Regions from separate parts of the Mus musculus genome. Here all the other regions are linked to region 1. The links are chromatin contacts, called in public Hi-C and HiChIP or PLAC-seq maps. All regions are on one chromosome and are shown on one strand. Each heading gives the region's core, a stretch centred on a gene start, on an enhancer-like site or on the middle of the called end of the contact. The rest is flanking DNA. Distances are from core to core; before and after follow the strand shown.

The links. A called contact is a pair of places that touch in the nucleus more often than the background predicts. HiChIP or PLAC-seq counts read pairs in DNA pulled down with a chosen protein or histone mark.
Region 2: a Hi-C map of uterus shows a contact between it and region 1, with 2.1 times the contacts expected there. The contact joins two enhancer-like sites. A contact is called at or near these places in 1 of 39 promoter capture datasets (hippocampal neurons), 4 of 484 Hi-C or Micro-C datasets (embryonic ectoderm, muscle stem cells, nephron progenitors and 1 more) and 5 of 115 datasets of contacts at active chromatin or transcription factors (cardiomyocytes, double positive thymocytes, embryonic stem cells and 2 more).
Region 3: an H3K27ac HiChIP or PLAC-seq map of heart atrium shows a contact between it and region 1, with 4 times the contacts expected there. The contact joins two enhancer-like sites. A contact is called at or near these places in 3 of 484 Hi-C or Micro-C datasets (the HPC-7 cell line, erythroid progenitors and nephron progenitors), 4 of 115 datasets of contacts at active chromatin or transcription factors (embryonic basal ganglia, embryonic stem cells, heart atrium and 1 more) and 2 of 9 other capture datasets (adipose tissue and liver).

The regions. Positions count from the first base shown.
Region 1 is chr8:124,180,918-124,183,873 of GRCm38.p6, forward strand. No RefSeq gene overlaps it. Among named protein-coding and RNA genes, the nearest start is that of Gm42054, 14 kb to the right of the region's middle. Within about 2 kb of position 1,689, at least 60 of the 459 cell types and tissues checked have an H3K27ac peak or open chromatin away from gene starts, as enhancers often do. A contact at or near this core is called in heart atrium and uterus, where this site is marked.
Region 2 is chr8:124,255,734-124,258,864 of GRCm38.p6, forward strand. All of the region lies in intron 1 of Galnt2 (polypeptide N-acetylgalactosaminyltransferase 2), which reads left to right. Among named protein-coding and RNA genes, the nearest start is that of Galnt2, 26 kb to the left of the region's middle. Within about 2 kb of position 1,803, at least 114 of the 459 cell types and tissues checked have an H3K27ac peak or open chromatin away from gene starts, as enhancers often do. A contact at or near this core is called in heart atrium and uterus, where this site is marked.
Region 3 is chr8:124,105,280-124,108,240 of GRCm38.p6, forward strand. No RefSeq gene overlaps it. Among named protein-coding and RNA genes, the nearest start is that of Gm30005, 18 kb to the left of the region's middle. Within about 2 kb of position 1,257, at least 7 of the 459 cell types and tissues checked have an H3K27ac peak or open chromatin away from gene starts, as enhancers often do. A contact at or near this core is called in heart atrium, where this site is marked.

The DNA of each region.
Region 1 (2,956 bases), core at 439-2,938:
GACGGAGGAAAGGCAGGCACATTCACCAGGCAGAGGAATAATTAGCAGCAGTAGTGATCAATACCAAACCACAGGCCAGCTCTGAAGCTGGACGTCTCCTTCCAGCCGTTTATTTATAATGTCTGTCCCAAGGGTGTCTGCTCCCTCATGAGCCCCCACTCTGGGATTCCATCCAAGGGGTGTGGCAGTGGTGGATCTATCACATCGAGCTAGCCTTGGCATATCAAAGACTCCCCCCTACCAAAAAACCAAACCAAAACAAACAAAAACCTGACAGGGCTGTTCCATAATCAGCCCTCTGGGGGCATTATTTTCCAAATTGCCATGTTGGGTCACAGCAGCACCTGTATGCAGGTATGTCACTGGACACACTGCATGAGCACACAATAACACAGTGCATCCTGGGAGTTCAGCATGTCTTTATCTGCAGCTGTCTTTAGTTTCTAAGCTACAAATGTCCTTTGACTGGGGAGGTCTACCTTAAACAGCCCTCCTCCTTGCAAGGACAAGATAGCCACCCCTGTAGTTCCGTGCTCTACCTCATTTGCCTTTACAAACGGACCCACTCGTTCCTTCCCACCCCTCCTCATCCGCAACCTGCAGGAGCTGAGAGACTCAGAGTGTGGTGTACATGGATCTATAGGGACATCTGTGTGGCTCATGGCTTCTGGAGGAGATCAGGCAGGAGCTCAGTTTGAAGCTGACCACCAGGAGGGGAGGGGTGATGAGCACCAAGCTGACAAAGATCTGATCCCTGCACACAGTTCACTGCACATCCAGGTATGGACAGGAGTTCGGGGTTAAAGCTGATATGGTTTTAAAAGTCCACATCAAGAAAAGGAATATAAAACTACTGTCTATTTACAAAACACACAGGGGCACTTTGCCAGAGCCTCTCCCTCCGTGTAGGAGAGCGTCATGGGCTTTGTAGTAGTTTTAGCTTGGACTGATGGGCCCCGCCTGGGTTTGGCAATGAAGAAGCTTTGTGTAGAGGACAGTAGGGAGACGCCATTTGCTTATTTAGTGTGTTCTACAGCCAGGCATACCTCTCCCTCCTGCCCTTGATCCCTGCCCACAAGAGGCTGCAAGCAGAGAAACTTCCATGTGTCCCTTCTGGCAACCCAGAGTATAGAGCCTGAGCTGGATTTTAGCCCAGGCTCGCCCACCACCATGCCTCAGCTCAGTCACACTCCATGCCTTTTTACCCAACTCTGGCATCTTCCCCTGCAACCCCCCCCCGCCCCCCCCCCCCCCGCAGACTGGGGCTCTGGCAAGATTGCTTGCAGAGGTTTTCTCTGACCTGCCTACGCCACTATCATCATGATTTCTGTGTCCTCAGAGACGCTGTCATCCGGCTCTCATGTGACACTGGCATTACTCAAGTCGCCGTCTGCCTCCCACCCATGGGCTCATTCAGACCTCCCTTGCTAAGTGTGGATTCTGAGCCAGACATTTCAAGGGCTTTACGAAATGATGTACACTGATTGGAAGGGAGCCCGAGAGGGCTGTTTACACATTCCTTGTCCGTCCTCGAGAACTCTAGGCCTGAGCGTGACTGAAGCATGGTAAGGGCATCAGAGAGCAAGGGAGACAGAGATGGTGGTGACAGGCACGAGTATTTGTCACTTGCCACCCCACGTGGGCTGAGTATGCAATGTGTCCTTTGGCAGCATGAGCTCCTACAGGCAGCGGCTAGACCTCACAAGCTTGCCTGTGTATTCTTCTGAGAACAGCACAGGCCTTTCATACAGCGTTGGGTAAAGATTTGTGGCTCACTTGGTTTCTGTGACTCCGTGACCGCCTCATGCAGCTGACAGTCACTCTGTCCATCTTCCCAGCCTCAAGCGGCTACTCGAAGATCTGTCACTTTGGGTGTAAGCATAGACACCAAGGCACTCAGAACGCCATCTCCTTGCAAGCTCTTTCTTCTCTGCAGATCTTCCTCAATGGAGCAGTGGTGACTGCCAGCTCCCTGAGGCCTTCCTGGCCAAGCTTGCCTCTGCTCTAACTCAGCAGCGACACAGGTAACCTTCAAGTCTCATAGACGCTGACGCTTTACAGCTTGTGTAATCTGCAAGGTAGGAATGTAAAGATGGAAGGGACTCAGCATGGCTTTCAGAGAAAATGGATGAGCATTCTACAGCTTGGCCTCAGAGAGAATATGCCTTTATAAAGACACACAGAGGTTCAGTGGGCTCTTGGAACTGCCCATAGCAAGTCGATGAGCCGGTGAGCTTCAGGCATCGCTAAGAAGTGATCCGTTCCAATCAGGACTCTTAGAGTACCAGGAGCTGCCTTCTTGCAAATGCTCTGGCTCAGTGGCAGTGAGTGTGGCCTTCTGCTACACCCCAGGACACCAGCCACGCTGTCTTTCTTGTGTCTCAGTCTTCTCCCTTAGGTTGTTCTCAGCATCACGATGTTCACCTGCTGAGTTCGGCCCTGAACTTATTCTGGCCACAGGCAAGGAACAGGCTAGGGCTTCTTCATCTTTTGGAAGCCCCATTACGGCTGCAGAGGGCTGAGGAAGCATGACCTGATATGAGTTCCTGGAGTGTGAAGCCAAGAGAAGCAAAGTACACCGGGAGATAGAAAGGTCCAAATAATAACATAATTTATTATTATTATTATTATTATTATTATTATTATTATTATTTTGAAACAAGGTCTCATGATGTAGCCTAGTTCAAATTAGGACTGTCATACAGTTAAGGATGATCTTGAATTTTTTTTTTTTTTTTTTTTTTTTTGGTTTTTCGAGACAGGGTTTCTCTATGTAGCCCTGGCTGTCCTGGAACTCACTCTGAAGACCAGGCTGGCCTCGAACTCAGAAATCCGCCTGTCTCTGCCTCCTGAGTGCTGGGATTAAAGGCGTGAGCCACCACCGCCCGACTAATCTTGAATCTCTTGATCTGCCTGTTTCTACCTCCCAAGTGCTGGAATGACAGGAGTATCACCA
Region 2 (3,131 bases), core at 553-3,052, 75 kb after region 1:
GTGTAGAAAATAAAAGTGTTATCCTCTGAAGGATGCATGGTGGACGAGGAGGCTGGAGGACTGCCTCTCTCTTGTTGTGGGCTAGGTTGTTAGAACCGGCTGGCAGCCTCAAGTGCGTGGCTGTTGCTCCAGCCCAAGGGTCTTGCTTCTTACTCCTGGGGCTCCCCTAATCATAACCCTCTCTGTGCCCCAGGATAGTGACATCTTGACACACCTCCCTCCCTCTTCAGGTGCAAAGTGTGATGTGCAGAGAGGGTCAGGAGAGGGAGACGGACGGTCAGGACTGTGTGTGCAGCCACCTGCTCCGTTGTTGGCTTTTCTTAGTAGGTTTCTGAACCCCTGGAGTGTAGACTCGCGTTCACAGGGGCCCACCTGCATTTTCTGTAGACTCCAGGCTTTCTCCTCATCTGGTCCCTAGATGTGTTAGGGGTTGTGTTGTATGCAGTCTGTGGCCTGCAACCACTGCCCTCTGTAGGGCTACTCTTGATGGCACTCAGCCAGAGACACTAAACCCAGGGTCCCTTTTAGTCCCCCTGTTTCAAGTATAGGTTTGCATACTTGGAAGATGAACCACAGAGGTGCATCGTATGCTGGTGGGTTCAAGGCTACACCATCTGCTGACTCCTCTGCTCAGTGTTCCTTCCTGAGGTGTGTCCCGTGGCTAGTGGGGGGGGGGGGAACGGCAGCCCCAGTGCTTTTGGCTGTTTAGCGTTTGCCTGTTTAGTGACCTGGCTTTTCACACATGGCACTCTGATGCCTTGGGTGGTGGGGGTTGGGGGGCATCTTCAGTAGGATAGGTGATGGGGGACCTGCAGGAAGCAGTGGCCTCTGTGGTCCCTTCTGGAAGGGTACTGTGTCATCCCAGTAGCTTCAAGTGAGAGGTTCTCCAGACTCATCCATAGCAGCTCAGCAAGTCTCTGTGGGGTCAGCCATGTCCTGGGGATGAATTAGGGGAGTCTGTCAGAGCACTGTATACCTCTTACTGAGCCCTTGCTGGCGTTGACACGCCCCAGGCAAGAACAGAGCTCGAGTTCTGGGCTGCCCCGGGGTTCCTGTTGGGTCTTTCAGAGATTGTAGGGTGGAGGAGTACTCTCCACCCTACATTTTAGCACCTTGGAAATCTGAAATCATGATGCCTCTCTCAGTGGCTGCCCGCCCTACAGCCATTGCGCTGGAGGCCCAGTAAACCCCGCAGGGTTTCCTCCCATTTCCACTCCATCCTGTCAGCAGCCTGAGAGGAAGAGTGACAGCCCTCTAGTGAAAAGCACCCAGCTAGTGTCTCATCAGCTCCCTGAGGGGCCAGCATCTGGCTGACTACAAACTTGATCATGTGTTCTGTACACACTGGGCTGTGATCCCACAGAGGAGTCAGCAGATGTGCGTACCCCTATGCCTCCTAATTCCCAGGCCTCCGTAGCGTAGTGAGTACAATAAGGATTTTTCCCTTTTTCAGCCTGCTCTTGCGGCCTGCCTTCTCAAAAGCTCGTGCGATAGCTGCTTGTTACCTCTGCACACAGTTGGTTGCTCACTCTGCGAGGTGTCATTTCCAGGGTTTGCCCATGGCTTCCTGGATGTTGACTTACAATTTCTTCTCAGGCCATATGTCTCTGGATGCCATGTCAAGTCCCTTATAAGGTGGGCAGGTCTGTGGAGGCAACCTGTGACTGTGGGAGGGTTTCAGTGAGAAAAAGAGCTGGGTGGGAACACTGGGCAGGCTGCCTGCCTTTGAGCTTCGTGTCTCTGTGAACCCGAGGCTCTGGGTCCTGGAGTGTGCCGGAACTGACAGTGGCTTGGCATATCGCCTGGAAATCCAGCTGCCCGAGGCGCTGGGTTTGGAGCTTTTTGTTTTGTTTTGCTCTGGTCCCCAGTGAAGCAGCAGGTACCGTTCATTTCACTTGTACAAGGCACAGAAGCACACATCAGCGATGATGAATAATGCCAGGGCACCTGCTGCGTGGTGGACGGGAGCAAAAGTACTACTGCCCTGGGACTGCTTGTCTCACTGCCTGGGGCTGTGGGGTCATAAAGCTGCTCTTAACTGGCTCTGCTGACCCTCAGGAGTCATGCTGCAGGGCAGCGTGGCTGTGCCGCAGTGAGGAATGAGCCCGCCATGTTCCCCTCGGTGGGGCTGGAGTGGTGTCCAGTCTGGATGCTTCTAGCGAGTCCATCCTGCATAGCCTCTCATTCAATTCTGGTAGCAGTACTAACTGGGCAATGTTGTTAGCCCATAGTTCCCATGGTCCGGTAGTACCGGGGGGTTCTGCTGAGGCCTGGGACTAGAGGAGGAAGCAGCCCCCGCAGCAGGGTAAGGCCTGGGTTCTTCGGACCCTCTCTGCAGGACGTTGTGCCCCTTCAGAATGGTGGTGCTGAGGTATGAAGTCTTAGGTCTACAGGGCGGTGCCTTGCTTGGTTGGCAGCCAGGGGAGACTCTTCCTAGAGTGTGAACAGACATGGTGTCTGGAGGGCACAGGTGAATGCCATTGACAGGTAGGGGGGTGTGTGTGTACGTGTACACATGTACACGTGTGCCATTCATTAAAAAAAGGAGAAGCACAGCACTGAACTTCCACACTGCCAGGGATAAGAGGAGTTTCCACTCTGCTTACAGCACAGAGCTTTTGGAGGAGGTTTGTTTATTTATTTATTTTGTTTGTTTGTTTCTTATTTACTAAGCCAGCAGTTGTCACAGCCGGGTGTTCGTTAGACCTGAGGCAGTACAGGGTTGGAGAAGACAGAAGCAGAATGTGGCAGTCGCTTGGGGGTGGTAGGGCGAGGCTACGTTTTAGGGGTGGTCATGCCAGGAGCTCAGCTTGGGTTTCTGTGTTGTCTTCTGGGTCCCTGTATTTGTGCAGGCACAAAGGTGAATGTTACTCTGTGAGGCGTGCTAGGCTAGCGTAGTGTTGAGATAGACTCCATGGCAGAGCCCCCCAGCTTGCCGGAGAATGGTGTGCTGCACCAAGATCCATCCGTATGGAAGGCTGTGTCAGGCTGTGTCACAGGAACTCAGCCGAACTCTGTGAAGTCAGTTACCCCAGGAGGTAGCAGGGATGGTTCTGAAAGAGTAGTTCCAGTCAGACACTGAAAGAACTCCAGAAGAAGACAGCCCAGGACGTGTGTCTTTTGTTTGTGCA
Region 3 (2,961 bases), core at 7-2,506, 76 kb before region 1:
TTTGTCGTCATAAATAACATTCTGCTAGAAATCACTTTACAGGAAGCTTCTGGTAGCAGCTCTGGAATGAAGACTTGTGTCTTGGGGGGGTGCTCACAGTAATGGGGTTCACATCATGTGAGAGCCATGGAAAGGCTCTTCTCTAGTAACGCTGAGAGAAGAGAAGCAATCGTTCTTTACCAGCTCCATGCCTGCATTTAATATTTCTCTTTTCAAGTCAGTGTGATAACCACCACGAGCTGGCTGTTCCTGGGATGACTGATCATCCATCTATCTATCTATCTATCTATCTATCTATCTATCTATCTATCTACTATCTCTCTATCATCTACCTATCAATTATTTATCTACCTCTTATCTATCTACCTATTATCTATCTATCCATCTATCTATCTATCTATCTATCCATATCCATACATATACACACACATATACATATACATGCATGTAAACATGCATGCTGCCTGGTGGTCTCATGGGCTGGAGGAACAGTCTGTCTGTGATGGAGAGACTGACAGCCATAGAAACCCTGGTGTCTGTGCTTCCTGCTCAGACCATGAGACAGTCTCAGCAGAGGCTGCAATAGCCTTTGCCAGTTTTTCAGTCTATGGGAGTCAGGACACACAGGGTAGGGCTGGCAGGAGAAAGGAGACAGAGGACAAACACTAAGATCGAAGGGCCCAGGGGCCCGCTACCACAATCTGAGTTCTTGACAAAGCAAATGCTTAACAAATGTTTCTAAGAGTGTGAACGTGAGGCTGGGAAGACCCAGGGACCAGTTTGACAAGCCTGACACTGTCCTCAGGGAAAAGGTGTGAAGTGGAACAGCCTGCCAGAGCCCAAGGGCACCCCTCTGTCCCTGGCGGTGGGGATGCAGACATGGCTCCACAATGCTACTCACGGCTGCATTCAGAGACCTCCGCTCAAGTAAAGCCAGGTCCCCAGAGAGCCTCAGAAGAAAATGCTGGAATGAGCTGGCATGAAGTAGAGTTGGTGCTTATTAATAAGCACATTTAACATAGATTGGACACAGGTGTAAATAGACTAGAGGCACACAGGGAAACAATCAGACACCCTTTTGGGGGGAGGAAGGGAGGGAGGGAGGGAGAGAGAGAGTGAGTGTGTGTGTGTGTGTGTGTGTGTTAGAGAGTTCTGCCTTCCTGTCTCTAAGATAGTAGCATGTGTGATCTCTGCAGGCACTGTCATGGTACCCTTAAACACATTCTGTGGCTTCTCACAGTCTGGTGAGCTGGGGGCATTGCCTCAGTCTGGAGTGGCTGTGGGCCAGGCATGCTTGGGAAGGAGGTGGAGGCTGGGATGGGGGCTGGAGAAAGGATGGAAAGAAGGGTAAACAGGTTTGTGAGCCAGTTCTGGGCTCCTGACCTTTCTGGCTATGCTTTCTCCCTGAAGACAGCTGCCTTGTGCCTAGCCACACGCCTGTCTGACCTTCATGCACCTCAGGCTGGAGAGGGTTTCATCCTGAGATCGTCCCCTGGCTGCAAATGACCACTGGTCTCTTTGCCAAACTTCCTCTGTCTCTGTCTCTCTGTCTCTCTCTCTCTGTGTGTGTGTGTGTGTGTGTGTGTGTGTGTGTGTGTCTGTCTGTCTGTCTGTCTCCACCTATGCTTGTGAAGGTCAAAGGCGTTCCTTTTTAGGAAAGGAACTCCACCAGCTGAGCTATGTCCCCAACACTGTCATTGAAGGGAGATGACTGGCTTGCCCCTGTGACTTTGGTTGGAAGCTAAAATCTCCCTTGGCATGCTGGAGACGTGTGGTGAAATGCTATGAGCACGGCACAGCGTTAAACCGTAAACTTATTTAAGACATTATGACAGGTTTTTTTCCCCCTGATTTCCTTGTAAATTGGATAATTCTCAAATGTGATCTTTGTAGATGAAGATGTGTTATAATGTCAAAATGTTGGACTTGCTTAGCATTGACTGTACTTGCCTTTATTTTGGGCTTGGAAATCTTTCCCAACTTTAGTGAAATATCAAGTAATCTCTGGCAAACTGAAGCTTCGGGAACCCAAGAGGGGAATCTCTCCACTGGCTCCAAATGCTTGTGCTCCAAAGAAAAGAGCCTCCCAGGCCTGGCTACCAGCGAGCATCACCAAGCAGCCCGGACCTCTCCGAGATGAATCTGTTTAATACTCTGTTCCCCACCGTTCTCCTGTGGAACATATCACTGGATTCAGGAGCGGGAGTAGTGCCTAAGGCTTCCTGACGATGTGGCATGGTCGATGTGAGCTCTCTTTAGAGGCTTGGAAACAGCATGGAGTCACCAGGAGCAAGGTCACAGAAGAGCTCCATTGTTGGACTCATGGTGGCCCAGGTTGGGCGCCATCCTACCCAGCTCCACTGTGGCCTCTCTTTGCTTGCTAGCAGTCACAAGCTTTGTGGTCCTATACTATTGGGTGGAGGAGGAGACCTCAGCAGCCTACCAAGTGTCAAATAGCTTCTTGGCCTTGAGAGCTTTCTGCACTGTGGTCTCCTTGTTTAGCGAGCTAAGAACCTGTGTGTTTCTAGCTCTGTGCCATCTGTGAGGACTGACTTGAAGATATGGGCCTGGTGATATAGCTCAGTTGGTAGGGTGCTTTGTTTAGCACCCTGGGTTTGAACCTCAGTAACAAATTAGCCAGGCACGGTGGCACATGCTCTAGATCCTAGGACTCAGGAGGTAGAGGAGGAAGATCAGAAGTTAAAGGTCATTTTTGGCTACGTAGATAGTTCAAGGCCAGTCTGGGCTACATGACAACCTGTCTCAGAAAAACAAAACAAAAACCCCAACCCAAATCAATAAACTTTCTTGGGCACATTTTATACAGCATGTGACCCATGGATGTACTGGAATCCAGAGCTTAAGCCAGGCCTCACCCTAGGAGATTGCCAATGTTTTTAGGGACAGACTCCATCTTTGCCCTAAGGGAGTATGTTGACCCCAGAGCATTCAGGCTCCAAG